Linked DNA regions of Rattus norvegicus: region 1 is linked to region 2. The links are chromatin contacts, called in public Hi-C maps. All regions are on one chromosome and are shown on one strand. Each heading gives the region's core, a stretch centred on a gene start, on an enhancer-like site or on the middle of the called end of the contact. The rest is flanking DNA. Distances are from core to core; before and after follow the strand shown.

Evidence for each region. A called contact is a pair of places that touch in the nucleus more often than the background predicts.
Region 1: a contact with region 2 is called in a Hi-C map of liver, with 5 times the contacts expected there. The contact joins the promoter of Adamts17 here to the enhancer-like site in region 2.

The regions. Positions count from the first base shown.
Region 1 is chr1:129,851,914-129,857,381 of GRCr8, reverse strand. Adamts17 (ADAM metallopeptidase with thrombospondin type 1 motif, 17) reads right to left here and starts at 1,319. Exons shown (of 23, transcript XM_218753.11): 1 at 1,119-1,319; 2 at 431-801. The coding sequence starts at 1,194.
Region 2 is chr1:129,777,085-129,782,455 of GRCr8, reverse strand. It overlaps Cers3 (ceramide synthase 3), which reads right to left. Exons shown (of 13, transcript NM_001127561.1): 6 at 3,240-3,358; 7 at 1,122-1,179. Among named protein-coding and RNA genes, the nearest start is that of Cers3, 31 kb to the right of the region's middle. Within about 2 kb of position 4,040, at least 2 of the 93 cell types and tissues checked have an H3K27ac peak or open chromatin away from gene starts, as enhancers often do. A contact at or near this core is called in liver, where this site is marked.

The DNA.
Region 1 (5,468 bases), core at 70-2,569, 78 kb before region 2:
CTAATCATGGCCTGCCTGGGGTCCCCTCCTAGTATAAAAAGGCTCACGGGACAGAAGAGAGGTGCATAGATACCCCATTCCCCAGACAGAGGAAATGGACACTTTACTCCTTCCCCATAACGTGCAGAAAACATGCACACCTGTGCTGATGCTGAGAGAGTGGGAACATCAGGTTCATATTCGTTCCTCTAGGTGAGCTATAGCTAATTTCTCAATGCAACCCCACTTCGGCCAGGTTCAGCACACAACAGAAGCCAGTACAATGGCAGGGCTTCCCTTGTGTTCCCTCTGCTAGGAAGGCACAGTCAGAAAGGCCAAGTGAAGGAGATAGGGAGGGAGGTAGGTCTTCTCCCGCCCAGCCCTCCGCGGGACCACCCCAGGAGAAGTAACAGACTGGGCAAGGCAGACCCATAGGGGGCGCGGGCAATACCAGGCCGCCGGCGGCGCCACAGGCGCTGAGGGAGACGAGGGAGCCCGGGTGGCCCAGGACTTGTCCGGAGTAGAAGCACAGCTCCGCAGGGTGTCCGCTGCGCCCTGAGACACCCGCCTCCTCCACCTCGAAGCCTGGGGACAGGAAGCGCAGGTCGCGACGCAGCTGCAGGTATAGGTCTCGCCCAAAGGCCGGCAGGTGCAGCAGCAGGGCGCGCTCTCCCGGTCCCGCTCGAGGGTCGCCTGGAGATGCTCGCGGTCGCCGCCACTGCCGGAGCCCCGCTGCTCCCGGCAGCAGCTGCAGGTGCACGTCGTCGGGGCGCAGCCGCCTTGGGAGCACCACCTCCACGTCGGCCGCCGCGTCGCCGACAACTGCGGGGAGAAAGGACAGGCGTCAGCACCGGCCTGGCCACCAGGGCTGCCGGCGGCTCCGGCGCGGGTTCCCAGGGCTCCGTGGGTATCGCACAGCCGTGACCCCGCACTCCCTTCCCTCCCCGAGCCGGGCCTCTCTAAGCCGGCGAAGCCACTCGATCGCACCCGGGGTCGAGGGGGAACCAGAGGCCAGTTCTCCGGCCGCGGCCTTCGCTCTCCTCCTCCGGGGATGCTGTCAGCAGTCCACCCAGGCACCCGGGCGCCAGGATGCTTCGGGAAGGCACCGGGAAGGTGGCCGCATTAGTTAAGAACACTACCTGTGCCCGGGTCCAAACCCCACACCAGCAGCAGCAAGGACAGGACGAGAGGGGGCAGCAGGGTGCCGTCACACATGGTACTCGGGACCAGCAGCCCCCAAGACCGTAGCGGCAGAGCAGGGGCGCGTGAGGCGGCGACGCCAGCCGGAGTGAAGCCCTGCAGCCTTTGGAAAAAGTAATTAGCGCTGCGGACAAACCCAACATGGTAAATACTAAGCCCCACCTTCTCCTTGGAAAGTAGGTGGTGATTGGGCTTTTGCTTTCCTCTGCCCCGCCTTCCTTGTCCGTATTGGTTAGAGCCGGTCGAAACCAACGTGCGTAGTTAGGTTGTAAGCACTTTCTTACACGTGGTTTCTAGGCAGTAGGTAGACTGTGACACCAGGTGGCAGGCGCGAGCCAACTCGGTTGTGGGGATCCTGGAGGAGCCAGGAGGCCACCAACCTGGCCTTCAGTTTGTCCTCAGTTGGGAGATCACCTCTGAGGCTGCTATAGCTTCCCAGGAAGATAGGCCAGATCAACCAGTTACGTACAAGAAAAAAAAATTGTGTATTGAAGTGGCTCCTATTTTTGACTTGTTTAGGCTGGAAAGACCCAGACCAGTGTTTCTAGCACACCTGAGTTCATACCTGACTTCTATATCTACAGTGTGTCTCCACAGCGCACAGGCTTCTTGAAGTCTTTATATTCACAAAAGCCAGGAAGGCGTGATAACACTGCCCTGAAGACTGGGAAACCGGGGAGAAGAAAACGTAAGGAGTTTGCTTAAATTGGACAGCTCGTTTCTGTCAGAGCCAGGCCTTGAATTTGTGAGCCTGACTTTAGGTCAGGTGTATTTAGGGAGGCATGTTAGCTGAGGTTTGCACAGTAGGACACCAGAGAACTGAGTGTGGCAGACCCTGAACTTCAACGCTGGTTTTCAAGAACAGAATGAATATTCCTTTCCCCAGCAGTATCTAAGCAGATATGATGATCCCTACAGGTAATTCCATTGGCCTCTTTAAAATGTCTTACAGAAAGCAGGACTGACAGAGAAAAGGATACCACAGTGGTCACAGACGGCTCCCCATCTCACCTATTTTTGGTTTGTCTGTTTGCTTGCTTGTTTTTAAAAAGCAAAACTGTGACAGGCCCCGACTCACCCCTTCATCACAGGATCTAGGCTTCACCACAGGGTTATATGACCAGAAAGCATCCAGAGACAAGGTAAGAAGTTTGATGCCCCTGCCCTGGTAAGTTGTCTGAAGCTCTCCGCAAAGGCTTATCACAGAGTGCGCTGCCATCTAGTCTCTGATCCAGTGGCTGCCACTCACTGGTTGGCAGCTGAAGGTGACTAGGAGGCGTGGGTCAGGCTCTGCCGGTGGCTATGAGTAGGGTTTTGTCTCACTTGAGCTTTGAGAACTTAACCATGACCTCAACCATTATGGGGGAAACTAGAAGGAAAAAGACATGCTTAGCCCCATCTGCGTGTAGTCACACAGCAGCCAACTGTAGTGACAGCCGGGGACGTCTTTCCCCTGAGAGTGGTTCAGTTTCTTCTCTGTAACTCAAGGAGCTAAGCTATGCTGTCTCCCCCTGGAGGGCTAACTTCTAATCATTTAGACTATTCTTGAAAATAAAAACAAGGGCCTGAGAGATACCTGACATATCATAAGCACTTTTTTTTAAGATTTACTGAATTTATGAAGAAAAGAAGAAAAGTGATTGATCAAATCAGACGTTTCAAAGACCCCTATAACAAGGCCCCAGACATTAGCACAACGAACTCCATGGTACAAATGCCATTCAGGCTATAAAACTCAGCACCTAGACAGAACTACCTTCTAACACTAAACCAAAGGCTGTGACAACCATAGTTGTAGGAAAGGCTCTGAGTGTACTAAGCTTGCTCTTCAGCTTCTGTAGTTCTGCTTCTGGCTAACTGTTCTTGTTAACAGTATGTCAACCCGGGACATGGTTTTGTGCTTAAAAGCTCACCCCGATGAAGGCTCAGGACTGTACTGAGATCCTGAACATCCCATGTGATTTCTGGCTTGCTAATGGACTTTCTACTGGCTTAAACCCATGGCTGGGCCGTCTTCTCTGCTGACTACCCGACAACACTCCGGCTATCAAATGTGCTAAGCAAGCATCGAACCCATGCCCTCCTCAGTTCATTGTTTGTCATTCTTTCTTGTCTGGACCCGTTTCAGTTTGGCAAGTTCATGGAGGTTGGATTAAAAACAGCAACAGTGATTAGGGGCCAGATGTTAAATAGTCCTCTGTTAGTGAGAAAGCAAGGGGACATGGAAGGCCTCCGTTGTTCAAATAACCCCACTTCACTAATGTGTACGTCTGCACCCAGCACCCCAGGCGTTGCTGATGCATAGGAACACTAATAAACACTTGGCAGATGATCAGCGGCTCAGTAGTGTCTCTCCTCTTTTATGTGTGCCGCTCAAAGTCTTCTTCCACTACGAAGGATGCTTTGAAAGACACGGCTGAGCAGAGAAACCGTGACCGGCTCTCTGTAACTAGACTGTGCTTATCAAATATACTTAGTTGCTAATATCTGAACTCCACTGAGCTCCAGTGAGCAGAGAGAGGCTATTTATTGCATGCTGTATTTATCACATGCTGTATTTATCACATGCTGTTTGTTTCATGCTCTAACTACTGCAAGGAGCAACAGTGTCATCGGTGAGGAAATGAAGACATGGGAAACTGTCCGTTCATAGTGGGAAAGTAACGCTCTGGCATCTCTTTTAAAGTATCATGAAATGTCTCAAAAATTAAATATAAAGTTACCACATGGTTCAGTGTATAGGATAGAGATTGCCAGAAGCTGGAGGGAGAAAGGGGGAGGGAGGGAGGGAAGGAAGGAGAGAGGGAGAAGGAGAGGGAGAGGGAGAGAGGGAGGGAGGGAGGGAGGGAGAGGGAGAGGGAGAGGGAGAGGGAGAGGTGTTATTTAATAGGCATCTGTGTAGAGTGACGGTAAGGGTAAGGTTAGAAATGATAAAGGTGTTGGCTGTGCATCCTCACTTCTGCATTTGGAGCTGTGAGTCATACACTTAGGATGCTAAAATGGTGACTTCTTGGTTACAAAAATTTCACCACAATAAAATACAATACGCAAGGAATACAACCCAGTTTTTAAAAGTGCACAAGACTCCAATAGACATCCTACAAATAGAAAAATAAGATTTATAAAGACGGTCACAGTTGTTTGTCTTTGGTCATATGCAAATGAACCATAGTAAAATGACTATCGTATACCTATTAGAAAGGGTTAAAAACCGACATCACAGAAGCTGGAGAGATGGCTCAGCGGTTAAAAGCACTAACTGCTCTTCCAGAAGTCCTGAGTTCAATTCCTGGCAACCACATGGTGTTCACAAACATTTGTAATGGGATTCGATGCCCTCTTTTGGTGTGTCAGCAGTCAGCTACAGTGTACTCGTTTATATAAAATAAATAAATCTTAAAAAAAAAGAAAAGAACAGATAACGCACCAACCAAGTACTGGAGGGTGTTAATGGAACCAGAATTTACAGATACAACTGGTAAAACTGAAATAGTACAACTGCTTTAGAAAGCATTTTGACTATTTCTACTACTTTTCTGAGACCAGGTCTCGTACATATCAGCCTGGTCTCAATGCTGAGCCTGCTGTGTGGCTGAAGATGACCTTGAACTTCTGACACTCTTACACTTACTTCCTGCATGCTGGTTTGACAGGCAAGCTCATGCTTTTCAATGTGTGCTGGGCCAAACCCAGGACTTCTAGCATGATAGGCAAATACTCTACACTCCAGCCACAGCCCTTGGTAGCTTCTTTAAAAATTATCACACACCTACACCGTTATGTCCCTATTCCATGCAAACTTGTATACCCACACAAAGAATTGATGACATGCGATGTCATTGTAAAAATCCCAAACTGGAGACATCCTGGGTGTCAATCAACAGGCGAACAAACGAATAACGTGTAGAAGGGCCATAGCCAACAGGTCACTGTGGTGCTTACAAAGAGGTAGAAGAACTGTTGATGCCTGCCACAATATAAATTAATCTCAAAGTGATTATTAAATGGAGAGAGCCACATTTAAAAAAAAAGTACAATGTATGTGGTTTTACTTACATAAAATCCCAGAGAATACAAACTAATTTGATAGTGGTGGTGCACAGAGGAAGGATGCTGAGGGGCAGAAGGAAACTTTAGGGGTATTAAGAGCGTTCATGGAAAATTGTGGCGATGTCTGAGGGGCGCTTACATGTGCCACAACAAATTGTGAACTTGAAATTCCTGCAGTCTTGTATTCCTATAAAAGAGTTTGGAAACCAGTGTTGAACCTGAAAATTCAGAAGGTTGAG
Region 2 (5,371 bases), core at 2,791-5,290:
TTTGTGTCTCTCCTATTGTACTAGTTCTCCTGTGCAGATCCCATTTCTTCTCTTGAATGCATTTCTCCCTCTGTGGGCACTGACTCACATTCCCATATAATACTGAAAATTCACTACTTACAATGACTCTGGCATCAATACTAGGACAGTCTTGTTGAAGGGACTGTTTTGAATAAATAAATATGCTAATAAAATACTTTCTGGGTCAGTTTTTATACCTGTTCCGTGTATTGGGTTGGTAGCAAATGGCTCTAATCTTAGCACTTGGGAGGCTGAGAGAGGAAAGCTACAAATCTGGCATGGGCTACATAGTGGGTTTCAGCCCAGTCTCAGATACATATTGAGAACCTATGTCAAGAGTTGGGGGGCATAAATAAAGAAATAAATAAATAAATAAATAAATAAATAAATAAATGAAAAGGCAAGGATACCTTGAGACAATTACAGCAATAAAACATCAGGAGGCTTATTTTGGGCCCTGCTCATGCTAGATAAGAGCTCTTAACCTGGTTAACTTATGGAGTGTTATGTCCTGAAAAACTGGTGAGAGAAGTTCCGGGGGGAACAGGCAGAGATCTGCATGGCTGACTAACTGACTAGAACTTCCAAGATTGTGGAAAGGTTAGAGTGTTGTGGGTCAGAGCCTAATTTCAGTTTATCTTGGGGAGTAGGGAGCCCCTCCTAGTGGCCACTTGTTATCCACCTCTGGATGTGAGCTAGCATCTTTCTGGCTATTAGGTAAACCCTTTGGAATATACAAACAGAACCCTAGCTCCTGCCAACCAAAGGTTAAAGATGCTGCCTTATGGTACCCAGGCTTGTAGCTGAGCATCTCTGCTCTGCTGTGACCTGCTTGTCTGACATTTCCACCAATGTATCTGAAAAGTATTTCTGTTTATGATTTGCTTTGTTCTGTTTCTATGAGACTTCAGGAAAGCCTGGCCACATGGGAACATTTGGGGTGACCTCTATTTGCATCCTGGGTCATGGGCAGTTGATTTGGCTCCAGAATACACTGTCTCTTATCCTTTTGAGGTGAGGGCTTTGCATTGATACAAATCATAGACAAAAATATTTAAAATTTCAAGACAAATTCCAAAGTTGTAAAAATGGCAACTTACATCATACAGAAACACAGCTCCAGCCACCGTCATCATGAAATAGAATGTAAATCGCCAGCTGCCAAAAGAAAGGAAAAGCTTCAATCCCCTGGATCAGTGACTGACATATGAAGGAGGGGGAATCTGGCACGACAGACTTTGAAGAACAGGTATCGTAGAGTCCAACAAGTGTAAGTTCACCCTATCCTAAACTCCACACGGGAACACAAACACACAAACAGTGGGCAGAACAGTGCCTGACACATCATAATACCTGATCTCAAATCCTACGCTATGGTGCTTGCCCAAGAAGCAGACACATAGATGGATGGAATATGAAAGTGTCACAGATACAGCCAACAAAATTGTCAAAAACTACATTGGAAACAATACAGCCCCATCATAAATGGTACTGGGGAAACAGGAAATCCACATCTGGGGCTTAATAGGATTTATATTTCTCACCATGTACAAAAATCAACTCAAAAGTATCCAAGATATGAATGTGAGACCCAAGAAGACTTTGAGAGGAGAAATGTATATAAAAAGGTTCAAGATGTAAACATAGGCAAGGGTTGAGTGGACTGTCTAGTTCGAGCCATTAGTAAAAACGAGGATCAATAGGGGTATGATGTGAAATTAAAGGGTTTCTGCACAGCAAAAACCCTGCTGTTAACATAGGGGAGAGAGCTTAGTGCCAAGTGCACACTAGTTATAGGGCGGCTATGCAGAAGACTTAAAGAACTATAAAAATAAACAAAACAAAACAAAACACCCAGTTGAGTAATGGGCCACAAGCCAAATGAACAGTTCTCAAAAAAGAAAAAAAGAAAGAGAGAGAGGAAGAGAGAAAGAGAAAAAGAGAAAGAACTGTCTCACGAATCAGGCATCAATTGGCTGCCCCTGAGCCATGGGAGGAGAACTCTCTCCTGGTCCTAGAACTCTATCAAGAACCTATGGGGGAGGGGCATGGGCCCTGGGGGAGAAATCCGCTTCTGTTGGTCTGCTCTATGAACATGCCTTCTAAATTTTTATGGTTAAAGCTATAGTGTAGCGCTGCTCTCAAGATTGGAAGACAAACTTCCTTTATGCAGCAGGCAGCAGTTAATACTGATCAGTAGATTCCTGCAAGTCCTCAGTGCTAGGGGACATCTGTATCCACCCATGCTACGAGGCTCCGTGACCATGGTTGGAGAGGGGGCTGAAACATGGTAAGGGCCAAAGGACAATGGGAAAGGCTGGGAAACACTGTCTTCCTTCTAAGGCACAGTCGGTTACTCATTAACTCACAGCCCAACATAAGGCCTGTGCAAAATCAAGCTGGTCCACATTCCAACCTGGGTGGGGGAGGGGCTCGTGAGGCCCCACTCTAGCATGAGAATTATTTGCAGATGACAGCTTCTGGAGAGGAGTCACTTGTCTTCAGAGGTATGGCCACTGGTATGTTGCCTAAGCTCCAGTCCCCTATGCACATGCAGGCAGAGTTTGTTGCACACAGTGGCTCCTTACAATTTAGAAGAGGACAGGGATGAAATTCTGAGGGATGTGCTCACATCTGAGGATGCATTCTCACATCTTCTGCCCCAATAACATAAAGACAGCAGACTTGGGACAGAGTCTTGAGACTTCCTAACCTCAACCCTAGAAAGGAGAAACAGCCGATAAGACATGCTTATGGTTTGTCTGGGTTCAGGCTAAAGTACAGAATAAGCACTGGGTCCACCTTAGAGCCTTGTGTCTTCTAGAAGAGAAGAGAGAAGCAAGGACAGTTAAGAGTAACAGCTTTCTCCTCATTAAAAAAAAAACCTTTCTGAATTATAAATGGTTTAACAATGTACACTGTTTGCAGCTGAATTCTAACCTGGGGTCTCTCAGCAGCCACTAACTGTACATTTTGCACTACGCTCATTGTTGAGCTGCTGTGAGATGGTGCTTTGGACTTTAGATGTTACCTTTGCAGACGTGTTTAATGAAACCATTCAAATAAACCAAACTTGCTTTTGTTGGTGTAGGGAACAGATCCTATGGAAAGTGCAAAATGCATTTGGATCCTTCCTCCCCTCTGGTGTCAGGGCGTGCTCTGCACGCCACATTGCTGGCTAAAATTACAGTGATACCTACGCTTCCGGCCCTTCTTACCAAGATTCTTGGAATTTCTGCAACCTGCAAGGTTTGTTTTGCTTCTGGCGAATTCTAAACCATCTTTCAACCTGGCGCTCTGTCAAGTTACACTTCTTTGCCAGTCCGTAAACTTCATTCTGAAACACAAAAAGAAGAGGAAGAAATGAATGGGCAAACAGCAGCCAGCAGAGGACCAGCAGCCATCGTGGCATCTCAGCAGGAAAGGCAGGACATGGGGGGAAGGAGGAGTGTCTTCACAGGCACAGCATGGCCTACACACATAAACGCACAAGCACATACATACTCTACACATCTGTAAAAACGAAGGTAAATGTTGTCTACATTCTTTTTGTTTTGTTTTGTTTTTTTTCCAGAGCTGAGGACTGAACCCAGGGCCTTGCGCTTGCTAGGCAAGCGCTCTACCACTGAGCTAAATCCCCAACTGCCTAGCAAGCGCAAGGCCCTGGGTTCGGTCCTCAGCTCCGAGAAAAAAAAAAACAAAAAACAAAAACTAAGGTAAAGAGCAGAGTCAAATGTCACACAGTCAGGAGATGGTGAGATAAACAGGCAGAAGACCGTGAGCCAGGGAACTAACTTTTATTAGTGAAATCACACTTACACACATAGACCCCAAGCCAAAGCCACACTAGCTTGTGGATTACTAAGTAGAAATGACTCTCTACATATTAGCAACCCAGAGGTTTCAGTTGAGTATGTGAACTCACAAAGATCTAGTTAGAGCCTGCTAGGTGCAGGATAGAGTAGAAGAGTTTACCGTGTCAGTCAAACATTATTTCCTCACATTTCTTACAGAGACACGAAAGCTTGCCTGAGAGTTGCTAGGGCTTGTGCAAGATGTGGAAATAGTCACAGGTTGACAGGACGCGGGCTAGGAGGCTTTCTGTTACTCCATGCAGTCCTTCTGATAGTCACAGAGCCAAGGAAACCCCAGCAGGCACTGGCTAGCCACTTTCACAGTCAAACCAAACGATTTCCAACCATTAAAATAATGATTATAAAGTAACGATGCTTTCTCTTCTGGGAAGCAGAAGTGTTGCAGGCTATGATTTAATGGGAAACGACACCGATGATGGATTACTGCCCAAAGATTACGAAATCTGAAGTCCACTAGAGCCAAAAAACTAAAGGCCAAGAGGACCAGACCCGCTTCGCAGCGGGGTTTTCCCAGGTGCGCTCCCTGCATTACCCTGATGGCCACTAATGCTTCCCACTTCCACAAGGAACATGTTCTTTACCAGCCTTTTGAAATGGCATTGGTCTCTTGGTCTTTCGTTTTTTGTTTGTTTGTTTGTTTGTTTTAAGGTTTATTTATTTTTATTTATACGTGTACACTGTAGCTGTCTTCAGACACACCAGAAGAGGGCATCAGATCCCCCTACAGATGGTTGTCACCCACCATGTGGTTGCTGGGAATTGAACTCAGGACCTCTGGAAGAGCAGTCAGTGCTCTTAACCACTGAGCCATCTCTCTAGCCCGGTCTTTCATTTTCTAATATAAGAAAATGTCCTCTTAATTCTGTTGTAGAAACAAAACAAAACCACATTGCCAAAAACTGACTCAGCTTCCTACTCAAGACACAAGCTGCAGCTGTGGCACAGTGGGTCCACCCCAAGGGCCATCGGCTGTGGCACAGTGGGTCCACCTCCAAGGGCCATCGGCTGTGGCACAGTGGGTCCACCTCCAAGGGCCATCGGCTGTGGCACAGTGGGTCCACCCCCAAGCGCCAGCTGACACCAAGCCCTGACATTTCCAGAGAGAAAAAAGTACAGTCCTGGAACTTTGATGTGAAGCCACTTTTAAAATTATTAATCAGAGCCTCACAGTTAATTTAGGCTAAGTGCAAATGAGCACTTTGTGGGCTAAATCTGGCTGCTGGTCACTCAGCAGGTTTTGACCAACCAGATAGTTTCTGTGAGATCATCTGGTATGGATCACAGTTGTCTAGGAACCAGGACAACAGCACAGTCACCAGAAGCCACAGCACAGGTGGAAGAGTTACTGTTGTTCTGTATCTTTACTGAGTGGCTGGCCCTTCACTAACCTGACGAGAAGGAAGAGACACTCTTTCAGATCAGGGATTCTGAACATCACGGGTTGTTTGCTTCCTTTCTTTGAGAAGACTGAACAG